2 separate regions of the Mus musculus genome follow, and region 2 is linked to region 1. The links are chromatin contacts, called in public Hi-C maps. All regions are on one chromosome and are shown on one strand. The core of a region is the stretch at or near the end of the contact, and the rest is flanking DNA. Distances in the headings are between cores, read along the strand shown.

What was found. Hi-C and Micro-C count contacts between places; a contact is called where the count stands out from the background.
Region 2: a Hi-C map of cerebral cortex shows a contact between it and region 1, with 2.2 times the contacts expected there. The contact joins two enhancer-like sites. A contact is called at or near these places in 3 of 39 promoter capture datasets (the C10 cell line, hippocampal neurons and pre-B cells), 1 of 15 datasets of contacts at CTCF or cohesin (large pre-B cells), 2 of 484 Hi-C or Micro-C datasets (B cells and cerebral cortex) and 1 of 9 other capture datasets (embryonic stem cells).

Annotation. Positions count from the first base shown.
Region 1 is chr3:53,971,394-53,977,621 of GRCm38.p6, forward strand. No RefSeq gene overlaps it. Among named protein-coding and RNA genes, the nearest start is that of Gm31026, 50 kb to the left of the region's middle. Within about 2 kb of position 3,963, at least 36 of the 459 cell types and tissues checked have an H3K27ac peak or open chromatin away from gene starts, as enhancers often do. A contact at or near this core is called in cerebral cortex, where this site is marked.
Region 2 is chr3:53,844,373-53,850,865 of GRCm38.p6, forward strand. No RefSeq gene overlaps it. Among named protein-coding and RNA genes, the nearest start is that of Gm24851, 4.2 kb to the left of the region's middle. Within about 2 kb of position 4,094, at least 8 of the 459 cell types and tissues checked have an H3K27ac peak or open chromatin away from gene starts, as enhancers often do. A contact at or near this core is called in cerebral cortex, where this site is marked.

The DNA of each region.
Region 1 (6,228 bases), core at 2,713-5,212:
AGCTGAGTGGGCACTGCGTGTTACAGACAGGAGTTTTTGTTGTGTTTGCATCCACCACAGGTGCACTGTGGTGACCCCGTGCCCACCAGAACTCCAGCCAGTCTGCCAGTCTGAGAAAGACTATTGCAGACACTGGACACAGACAGATGGATGACTCTGGCAAGTGCTTTTTATACTTTTCCCTCTCACTAGACAAATTCAGGAACTTACAAATAACACTATAAACCTCAAGTTGGGATCTTTTCAGAGCCCAAAGCAGCCTACAGTCTTACAAGGAGGGCACTGTCTCTTGTGTGAAGATTCACCTTGAAGGATTGGCACCGGCTCATAAAGGCAACAGCCAATTATCTCAGAATCCAAGGAGTGGGCTCATCAAATGAAGATGGTGAGGTGACAAACAATTGTAGAATTTATAACGCAGTGGGGAGCAGAAGGGCAGACTACAGATACTCTGGTACACTCAGGACAGGACATAGAGCAGGCTCAGTACATGCATATGTAATCTCCAAGGTTCTACAGCGAACTGAGAGGCTAAGACAGAACACTGGATAGAAGCAAGTGGGTCAGGTAGCCCAGTGTCCCCTGCACAGTAGAAACAAGAGAGGCTCTCCATCAGGAAGAGAGAAAAGGAGAGCAGAATCCTGAGATGTTGTCCTTCTGCCTTCATATGTACACAGTGGCACACATGCGTGTACACATGTATGCACACTTTGAAACATAATAAAACAGGGCTGGTGAGTGGGCACGGTAGGTAGAGGTGCTTGCTTGTGGGTCCGATGACTTAAGTGTGTTTCTCACACTACACAAAGTGGCAAGGGGAAACTGGTGGCAAAGATCTGTCTCTGATCTCCATGCATGCACTCCAACACACGTACAAAATAAGTAACATTTTAAAACATGGTAAGAGAAAAGGCTTGTGTGAGAGAGAGACAGAGACAGAGAGAGACAAAGACAGACAGAGAAAGACAGAGAGACAGGCAGACAGACACACATAGTCAGACACACACATACAGAGAGAGAGAGAGAGGCAGACACACAGTCAGACACAGAGAGAGGGAGAGAGAGAGGCAGACAGACACACATAGTCAGACACACACATACACAGAGAGAGAGAGAGAGAGAGACAGACAGACAGACAGACAGACAGAATTTGTCTTCAAAAAGGAACTAAAAACAATAAAAAATAGTTAACAGTTTTGCTAGGTTCAAAGTAAGAGGCACCATAAATGGACACCGCCTTCCCTGGAAGTGATGGTACCAAGTCAAGGGAAATGCTCAGTTGTGTTGGCTTTATCCTCTTCACAAAGAGGACATGTCTCACAGAAACCATGGGAACAAAGATACTGCTGAAATCCCAGCACAGGGAAGAGGATACATAGTTCTGCCTCTTCAGGGCTGAGCACTTCTCAGCTAGAGCAATACCAGGGTCCAGAAAGAGATTAATGTAGAACTAAGTTGAGCAATGTAGTCAACTGGAGAACAGGAGACTTGTACTTAGGATCCAAAAAAGTAATTGTTTTCAATAAATGAAAAATGGAATACATGTGAGATTTAATGCGAGCCCTGTAATCATTAGAAATGCATCCATCTCTCTCCCTTTCTCTCTCTCTCTTTCTCTCTGTATACTCTGTATATATGTGTGTGTGTATATATATATATACTTCTGCTGAAGGCTTCTTTTATTCTAGTCAATGAAATTCATGGATTTTTGCATTTATTACTCACACAGTTATTTTCAGGGCTGATAAATACTCTAGTATCAGTACACTATAGCTTATCTTTTTTCAAAGATCTTTAAGAGAAGTAGTCTTATTTGCACTCATAGTATATGAAAGACCCAGCTACTGTGCATTCTTGCCTGCCTTTGATTTTACTAGTCTGCTTCTTTTTTTTCTCTGTGCCTGGGGTGGGGGAGGGGGTTGAGTAGCCATTCATTTTTAAAAGCAATGGTCTCTGCTTCTTCTGTTGTGAGATGGTCTAATATGGGATTCAACTCACAGGCTCATTAGAAAGACTAAATGAGAAATATCCAGAGCAACGGAGAAGGTGATTTCCACATCCCCAGCAGCCAACATTGTTAAATAAAATACCCACAGGAAGAGCAACCACAAGGAAATAAGTCCTCAGAAGCATGAGGAAAATGTACTACCTGGAGGATAAGTTTCTAATGCATGAACCAAAAGATTCTAGAGGTGAAGATATGGACCACAGGAGGAGCTAATAAGAACCATTCACGCTGCACATGGCAGAATCAAGATAGATGCTTGCCTAAAACGTGAACAATTTAAAGACATTTGATTTTTGTTCTCTGCTGCTACCTACCCAAAAGCCCACATGTTACAGAGCCCAGCTCCAAGGTTAGACTATTAGGAAGTGGTAGAGTTTTGAAAGTTAGGGGTGAGCAGAAAGGTCATTAGGCCACGGGGGGAGGGGAGGGCATGTCCTTGAAGGAGACAGTGGGACCCCAGATGTTTCCCTCCCTAATTTTTTGCTTCATGTTCGTAAGGCTCATGGCCTTTGCCCTACTCCACTTCCTACCATGATATATTGCATCTAGATGTGCCCCAAAGCATGGGAACCAACTGATTATGGCCAGAACCTCCAAAACTATGATCAGAATTACATATTTTCCCTTACTGCTAATTGTCAGGTGTCTGTGTCAAGCACTGTAAAGTTGACTGACTTATGCTCTCATCAGAGGTGGTGCATTGGTTAAAGTTAGCTAGGACCGAGGCCAGCAAGATGACATGGTTCATAAAGGCAATTGATGAAGAAGTCTAGCAGTGTGGTTCACCTCTGGTGGAAGGAGGGAACAGATTCCACAAAGCTGTTCTCTGGCATGTGCCATGGTACCTTACACAGAAAAATAATAATGGACAATAATTTAAATTACCAAGATGGAAATATACTTTTAAAATGTTTGTGATAAAATACATTCTTTTATTTATCAGTAAGACATTTTCAAATATGATATATATTTTTTTAAAAAGCAAGCAAGCAAATGCCATGTATAAAATGGGATCCATTATGAATGTGGAATGTGCAGAAGTCAATGTATCTTTGATGGCATTCCAGTCTCTAAGGCCTGGACAATCTCTGCACAAGCATCCTGCCCATTGGGGCAGGTTCTTCCCACAGTAAATCATTGGTAAGAACTCTCCTAAGACTTCTGTCTATGCCTTATGGAATTCCTAGGCCCTGTTCTTGACTTCCATTATCAGCATTGCTAGCCTAAGGGAGCTGATGGGCTTGGTACCAGGGCTTAAGTGCAAACTCTTTGAACAGATTGAAACAATAGAGCTTAATCATTTTTTTTAAATAATCAATCAAGCAAGATTCTTCTACACTTATCAGCCCTGTTTTACTAAGAATTAAGGAGAAAATGGCTGAGTTTACTGTTATAACAGCAACATCATAAAAATTAGTAATATCTTCAACTGCACTTATAAAATTATGATGTTGACAATTGTAATCATATACATGCACTTCTAATCGAGGAACTGAATGTCCTTCCTTTTGATAATTAGCTTTAAGTGAGGTAGCAGAACAGAGTGTTTGTAGAAGGGGATGAAGGAGATTCAAGTTTTATCTGAGAAACAGGAGGTGGAGGCATTGGCAGGCTCAGTTTGGCCAGAAAACAGCAAGGCAACAGCTGTCATTTCCTCTGCTAAGAACTAGAGCTAGATCCAAAGCCAGTCCAGTTGGGGAAGGAGATGCTAGCTGAACGAAGGGGGACCAGAGCCCCTTCTCCTTCCCCATCTCTTCCTCCGGAGTTCCATTTCTGCATTACCTTTGCACGTTTCAAGTTGCTGCGATGTTTACCTTCTTGTCTGTTATTCTGAATGTGAGCTGGAGCAGGGAGGGCGTGTCTGGCTTCTGTGCACATCCCCCACCATCGCCAGGGCCAGGTGCAAATGCTTGAGAGACGTGTGTTAAATCAAGTGGAAAGCATTCTGAGAAATAGAGACGCATCCAAATGTGGCTGGATGTGTTTACAGGGGCTGTACCCAGTTCCTGGAGACCATCACACAGGCTGAAGGCAGACACCGTGGGCAGCACTGGGGAGCTTGTTTCCAGCTCTAGCTGGGGGCAGCTCAGCAACTGTCAGTTCTGTGAGGCGTGAGGGTTTTGGGTAGGATTTGCAGTATAATTCTGAGTTCTTCCTAAGTGGATACAATTTCAATGGTGCGTTAGATTTTTTTTTCTTTTTTTAAATCAGAAAAACAAAAACATCTTGGGAACATTAGTAGAGACTCTTGCAGGAAGGTCCAAGTCTGTGACTAACTTGCCACATGAAATACATAATGTCCTGGAGGTAATATTAAGTGAATCACTCGTTTTATTTTTCTAGAATGTCAGTTTGTGCTATTTTTCTTAAAACCATATGTCATTATGAGAAAATATCAGACCTCACATTTAAGGCTCTTTCAGTATTGAATAGGATTTTTAAAAAAAATTTTTTTTTTATGATCAAGACCATAATATTAATCCCCACTGCTTAGAATGTTTGTGTGAGAACTAGAAATGACGGCTAAATGTACCCGTCCACACTGGAAGGACCAAACCCTTCTAATCCTACATTCAGGACATTTTCAGACGTAGTGGGAGGAGTCTTGTGATTTAACACCAAACTTCTTCATATTTTCATTTTAATTATGTTTGCACATATTAGCTTCTGTTGGTTAAAAATCTGTTTTTGAAATATATTCCTCACATGAATTTCCTGTATATGTAAAATCATGCCTTGTTTTTTTTTATGCAGATAATTTCAATCATCTGTATGTTTCTTTAACCTTTTTCCATCTCTTAAAATGTAGTTTATTTTCTAGCTGTTCATGATTTTGCCCCAGGGCGCTGGGTCAGTGTGTCTTAAATACTTACGTTTTGGACAAACTACCCGTGAGGAAACTAATCAAGTTATGGATATAACGCATATGAAGAAGAACAGCCGCACTGGCAGTTTCAATATAGGCTCCATCTCACGGAGTGGCCTGAAGGGGAAATAAATAAATAGATCAATAAATAAAAATGAGTAAGTGGTTGGTTACTCCCAGAACATTTTTGCTAATATTGTACCATTAGAGCTTTCAGGTAAATCACTGTTATAGGCCACTGGATATTTATTTTATTTTACTTATTTTAATTTTTGGCACTCTTTATCTTATTGGGCTTTTTGTTTTTTATTTTTTATTTGTGTGTGTGTGTGTGTGTGTGTGTGTGTGTGTGAGAGAGAGAGAGAGAGAGAGAGAGAGAGAGAGAGAGAGGACATGAAGTTGGGTAGGTAGGGAGGTGAGGAAGATCTAGGAGGAGTTGGGAGAAAGGAAGTGATATAATCAAACATATTATATGAAAATATGATTTTCAACAAAAGATCTATAAGTAAAAACCTTTGAAAGGAGTGATTTTCAAAATGTACTAGGAATTAGTTACATAACCACATACATTCATGATGGAATCTGAAGATATCAAGACTGTTTAATCATAGATAATTATTTGCTATGGGAGATTACAAGTAATTTTTAAATCTCAGATAAAAAAGGCCAATAGATTTAATCAAGACTTTCTTTGTCCTTTTCATTTGAACAAGTAAATTCACTTTAATTTTTAAAAAGTGCAATACTGCCTAGTTAGTGGCATATGGGAAATTTACACTCATTTTGGTGGGTGTAACTTTTCTCTACTATGCATTTTACAAAGTAAAAGTCTCTCCTATTTTGATGCTCTCTCCTAAAAATGCTGTTCTGTGTTCCAAGTTGGTTCTTTCAGACACAGTGGCTGGTAAGCTATCTATAGGATTTCTGGTTCCATGTGTTGGTTGACGCTAATTGAAGAGTGCTTACAACATTTTATAATTCAAAGTAGAAGAGTCTGGATACTCTAAGTTTGAGAAGAACATTCTGACTTGGGTCTTGTATATGCACAATTACTAATAATGTTTTCATTTTATTTCCAGTGCATCCCAACTAAATGATAATCTCAATGGCTGTGTCATTTACAGGCCACCAACAGAATTCAAATCATCCCAGCACCAGGTTGCTTTGCACAGTATGACAGAACAGCTGATCCACTGACAACTTGAATGAACTAATTCTCCTGTGAGCGCTATCTCCAGTTGTGGTGTGGAGGTGTCTCCAGAGAGCATCAGCTAAGGGGGCCTGACAGAACAACAGATGAAACAGGAAACCAGCTGTGTGTCTGAGGCCTCTTGCTCTACTCGGCCATGAAGGA
Region 2 (6,493 bases), core at 2,844-5,343, 130 kb before region 1:
CAACTAAGGGAGAAAGCCACTCTCAGAGAAGTGGGTTGAAGGGTGGGTGTGGAGGTTGTTGTAAAAGCCTTAGATGATGTGAGATCTGTCAAAGACTTGAAATATTGGAATCTGTTCAGGAAATCGAAAGAAGAAGGAGAAGATGTGGCCTTTTCCTGCTGGATAAATATTTAGAGGGAATGCATTAAACATTCACTGTCTCTGAAATCTTAATATATTCCCCATGACCTTTTTTTAATTCTGAGTTTGAATATTTGATATCAGCAACTCTTTTAAAACTAAAGGTCAAACACATACAGATGAGTTATACTCAATTTAACTTGAATATAAAAAATAAAGCTCATCCAGTTGGTAAATATTTAAAAGTAATACGCATTAACAAAATAAGCTAAATATTAAATATGCCACCTTATATTCTATTTTAATTTAATTTAACATCACATTATGGATATTATTCAGTATGGTTATCTTTTCTCTACTATACTTAGAGAACTGAATTTCTCCTGTCAAACATTTATGTTAGCCCATATTGATTTTCTTCTGGTTTTGGAAATAACACTACAATTTCAGTTTAGACATCTCTGACCACTTCCAGTGGGCATGAACCCCCACTGGAGCTGCTGGCTGAAAGAACATCTGATTTTACATAACACAGCTTAGCAGCCATGGTGAGGTAGTATGTCACGTTAGCCATCTCTGTCCTGTAAGGGAAGTACCAAGTACACACCTTTTTTCAACTGTCAGCATTATCTTCTAATTTTCTTCACTGTCGGTTGGATGAAGGATGGTTCCTCATTGAATTATTTTGTCTCTGGTGATTTAGTATTCTAGTTTCTCTCTCTCTCTCTCTTGCTCTCTCTCTCTCTCTCTCTCTCTCTCTATATATATATATATATATATATATATACATATATATGTTTTTTTCCATTTCTTTTGGGCTTGAATATGTTAGCCATCCAAATTCCATTGATATAAATATTCATCAATAAAGTGGTCTCCTTTTCTCATTAAATTGCAAGAGTGTTGCTAACACTGTAACTACCCATATTAAAAAAAAACATTTCCACCTAATTTGAGCAAAATAAGATGAGAATGATAGCTCAAAATTAATGTTATAAATTAGTACTGAGCGCTGGAGAGATGGCTCAGAGGTTAGAGCACTGGCTGCTTTTGCAGAGGATGGAGGCTCACTTCCCAGCACCCACATAGAGGTTCACAACCATCTGTAAGTCCAGTTCCAGGGAACCTGATGCCTTCTGGCTCTGTGTGCAATGCATACACATGTTCAACCAAGCCCAGGCAGAGAAACACACATACAGATAAAAAATAAATCTTTAAAAGTTTGGGATTGCTGGGCAGTGGTGGCGCACATCTTTTAATCCCAGCACTTGGGAGGCAGAGGCAGGTGGATTTCTGAATTTAAGGCCAGCCTGGTCTACAGAGTGAGTTCCAGGACAGCCATGGATACACAGAGAAATCCTGTCTCGAAAACAACAACAACAACAAACAAATAAACAAACAAAGAAAAAAGAAAAGAAAAGAAGAGAAAAGAAAAGAAATGTTTGGGATTGATATGACCACACACAGTTCAAGATACTGTGCCTGTTCCTGGGTGCAAGCATGGCACTGGATGGAAACCATGTGCCCTGGCCACACACAGTGCACCAAGGGAAACATGAAAATCAATAGCTAATCAATGCAACTGTGCCAAGCATAAGACATTTACCTGCTCTGTGGCTCCTCTGAGGAGGTGAGGAGATCCGTGATGTCACTGAATTTCTTGTTCATCTTTGCATACTCTGAACACATAGAACACACATGTACACATGCCCTCTGCTCTAGCATTCTTTTCTCCTGTCTCCAAAAGAGGCTGCTTGGCAGAAGATGGAGGCAGAGGGCCGTGCTGGCCTGCTGGAGCTGTCACATTGCCCATACATAGCATCTGAAATCTGTGTTCTGTTTGTTTGGCCTCCTGCCAGGCTAATGCATAGACACTGTGATGGTTTGAATATGCTTCGCCCAGGGAGTGGTGCCATTTGGAGGTGTGACCCTTTGGGAGTAGGTGTGGACTTGTTGAATGTGTCACAGTGAGCGTGACCTTTAAGACTCTCATCCTAGCTACCTGGAAGCCCGTCTTCTCCTAGCAGCCTTCAGATTGAGATGTAGAACTTTCAGCTCCCTTTGCATCATGCTTGCCTGGATGCTGCCTTGCTCCCACCTTGAACAGAACCTCTGAATATGTAAGCCAGCCCCAATTAAAATGTCCTTTATAAGAGTTACCTTGGTCATGGTGTCTATTCACAACAGTAAAATCCTTACTAAGACAGACATGCAGGCCAGGCTCAGCTGTTAGCTAACCATCCCACATTCCAGTGGCTTGTTTGGTTTATCCAAGACAGTGAAACAAGGACTGAGCCAGCAGGCAGATCAGAAACAATGAAAACAAATGCTCGTTTCAAACTAAATGAAAACTGGAAGTGTCTTCGTTAAATCAAAGTAAGAACAGAAAGTTAAAAATAAAATATTCATTTAATGTTCTGAAGTTTAAAAAACACGTACACTAGACAGAAGCACAGACACTTCTTTTCTAACACTGTCTGCTCTTTAAGGTCAGATTTTTTTTTTCCTTTCATACACACATAAAGTACCGATAGGGGTTACATGACACAAATAACAAAGGCAGCTGCATCTTTGCCCAGCACTTATCTGTGAAGGATGGTGCCACTGTGTTTGAGAATACAGAGTATGGGCTTAGCTGGCAGCCCGTTCCCTCACTAGTCATTCAGATGGGGGGATGCTTGCACGTTAGGAGGTGGGCAGTGTAGACTGCAGAGAACCATAGCAGGGATATGAATGGCCTACTTTGGACAACCACTATGATTATCGTTTGAATGTTAGTGCCTCTTCCACATTTTCTGGAGTGTAGTAGTGTTAAACAAAGCAAAACCATGTCTTTGATGGATAAATGAAAAGGGCGGAAATCTGGTACCTGAAGTTATTACCTTGGTAAAATAGGCTACACAGCGGGGTATAGTAGTGTAGGACTATGATGGCACCCCTTGCAAGGCCGAGTCATGAGGATTAGACCAACATTTCAACCCTTCAACCCCTCGGCTTTCTGCCACAGAAGGACACTCACAGCAAACCGCAGAACCTTCCAGAATGTAATCTGCTAGAATCTGGATGGGTTGTGGACTTACCAGCAAGCAGAACACTGAGGAGTATTTGTTGCTGGTCCTGAGAGACATCTCAGTGGGTAAAGATGCAAGACTGACATGAGCTTGACACCTACACCCCATCCAACACAAGAGCAAAGCTTGCACCAAAACCTTGAGTTTGGTCTTTGAGGTCTCCCTCCATTCTGTCCCCACCCCAGGTTGACACCTGGCACAAGGACAATGTTCTACTTCACTGTATTTTTAACTTTAAATGAACTCATCTAATTATCAAGTTTAGAGCTCAAGGAAGAATGTAATTTGCTCAGAGTGTCTGGAACAAATTACAGTTCCGAGCGAGGCTCCCTGAAGGACTCCGGTGGGACTGCTCCCAAGGGGCTTGTGAGAGTGCTTTATTCAGATCACGGGTAACAAAGTAGCACTGAGAGGCAATTACCTTGTGCCTGGGACCTCCAGACAGGAAGATAGTGATTATTTGGATAGGCAAGCTGGATCTTCATTTTATAAAGGCTTTTTTTTTTTTTTTTCTGCCCAAGCTTTTTTTTCTGCCCATATTTTCTCAAAAGAAAGCTTTTAGAGGCAGATTTTTTTTTTTGTTATGTCTTCTATTTTAAGATGTCTTTAACAAGTGGAGATGGACCTAAAATCGGCTCTGCTACTTCAGCTTTTCATTTACTACGAAGCCTCTATATACCCTAGAAGGTTCTTCCGGCTTACAGTTTGCTCCTTGGAGGATATTTTGGGTGCTTATGATGTTTTGTAATGAAGAGGCTGTTACTTGTTGGGTGGAGTCCTTGCACCTCTGCCGGGTGCTTTATGGTATGGAAAACAGTCCAGAGGAGTGTTTCATTTGAATGCTACAGCTCCGTATAAAAAGCACGAAGCTAAGATACCTCACAAGCGATCACAGCCTCTCACTTCCCGCTCTGTATTCATGGGTTCCGGTGTGCGGCAGGCAGTATCGCAGAGTAGGCGAAGGCAAGGAAGTAAGTAAGGGAGAAATCTGTGGACGAGAGTGACAAGGAGGGAGGGAAGAGCTTTCTGTATTCTCAGGACAGGCAACTTCCTGGGGGTATCACTGGGAAAAGCTGGCTGATGATCCACGAGTGCAAAGTGCCGTGTCGATGCAAGCTCGGAGTGTGATTTTGCTGCTGAGTAGCTGTGTAAACTTGGCAAAAATGTATGGAACTCAGAGATTGTTCTGATGATTAAATATGAATGGAAAACCTAACATAGAGTTTGGCACATTGCAAGAAGCCCATTAAGTATTAGTGTTCGTGTATAGTAGTTCTCTCAGGAAGAAACACACTGTGACCACCATTTTTAGGAGTCTTCATACTTCATACAGAATAGAAGGAGCGATGACCATACCAAAACAAACAAGCAAATAAATAAAGATTATTTAATAATCCAGAAATAAAGTCTTTAATCTATAATCTCATTATTCAATTTACTATCAACTGTAGGGATTTTAAGTTACTTTATAACAAGTTTAGAAAATAACCCTCTATCCAATGGTCTGAAAGGTTTTGTTTTGGTTTTTTAATCACCATTAGCATGATTTTCAAGTATGCTCTAAGTGTCAATTGCTAGGACCACAGATTTTCTTCTGCTCGGCCTGTTGTTATGTATTATATAAATTAATTTTTTTTAAATGTTGAATCATTCTTGTATAGAGAGAATAAAACCTGCCTGGTCACAGTATAGATTTTTAAGAACACATTGGTGGATATGTTTGAATTAATTTTGTTGTGGATTTTTGCGTCTAAGTTCAAAGCGATACTGAAATTTTCTGTGTTCTATTTTCAGAGATGATAACATGAGGGAACAGGAGCGAGGATTAGGGGTGAGGGGACACAGTCAGATGATGAATCCTGGGGAAATCCGCCTGGAGACCAGAATCTGGCCAGTGCATATGCTTATATACAATGTTTGAGCCAATCTCGAATCCCTCAATCCTTGGCCAATTGTAACTCACCACACCTTCCCCATGCTCCAGTGAAGGCCATGCCTGATGAGGTAACTCAGGTGGAGTTGGGGTGGTGGTATCATCACCTGTGAGGACTTCCTGCTAAGACTGAGAAGTGGTCTGCACCCTGCCCTTGGTTCCTTTTTTCTGGCCAACCGGTGTGCTGGGAGCCATTTTAGATCTAAGGCCACATGCAGCAGGCAGATCAGGACTCTTCAAGAGGTCGCAGGAGTCTGTGGCACTTTGCTCTCTGTCCCTATTCCTTCACAAGGTTGTCATTCACACCACCACCACCACCACCACCACCACCGTAAAATCCATTAGGATATGGGCATCTTTATCTTCAAAGAAGTGATGAGTCCAAGATAATTTCTTCAGTTTTTCTAAGAAAGAATAAAAGCTACTTAAACCTCTTGTTGATTCTCCTGTGACCCTTGCACTTGAGCAGATCTGTCCACGTGAGGGGGCGATTCCATGATGGATGGATACTAATGTCTGCCAGAAGTCTCAAGTCCTTTAAGCTACGGAGTATGTCTGTGTGCCTACTTCAGGCACAAACAGCCCTTGAGATATTTATTGGTTACCTTCTCCTCTGCCACAACAAAATGTCTGACAGAAACAACATTTGAGAGTTATTTTGGCTCATGGTTCCAGTGGGTGATTTCAGCAAGGGCGGTTCCATCTATGTTGGCAAAGGTGTGTGGCCGACTTCATCCTAAGGTAGTTAGAGCAGGAAGCAAGGCATGCAGGCTACAAGCAAACAGGCTTAATCTTCTAAGGCTCACTCGTAGTGACTTACTTCTAGCAGTTGGTCCCCGTGTCTCAAACCCTGCACACCTTCCCATACAGTGTCTGTGGATGGAGCATTCAGCCATACAACCTTCTGGTGGACATTTCAAGTTATAGTGAGGGCCCATAGTCACCGTGTCATCTCATTACATTATGAGTGATGGCCTAAAATCTCTGTGGACACCCTGCTGGCTAGCTGCTTTCTCTATAGATCACTCTAGAGGACTCCAACCAAGAGTTAGGTTCCTCATATAAAAATGGAACATAATTGTGGATAGCCCATTCCCACTCTTCAATATACCTTCTAAGTCATGTCCAGATTCTTGGCACTAATAATGTGATAGACATCACTGGCTGGGAAGTAAAGGGTGGAAAGCTGTGCATGTAATTGCTTTTATTTTTTTCAAGCAATATGATCTGTGGTTGGTTAAATTCAGATATACAGGACCTGTGACAGTGAAGCGCTCTCTGTACTTACACTCTAGGACGGTTCACCATGTCTTCTAACATAACCCATTTAACTAGTTCCACATCACCCAGTCTTGTTCCTACAGACCAA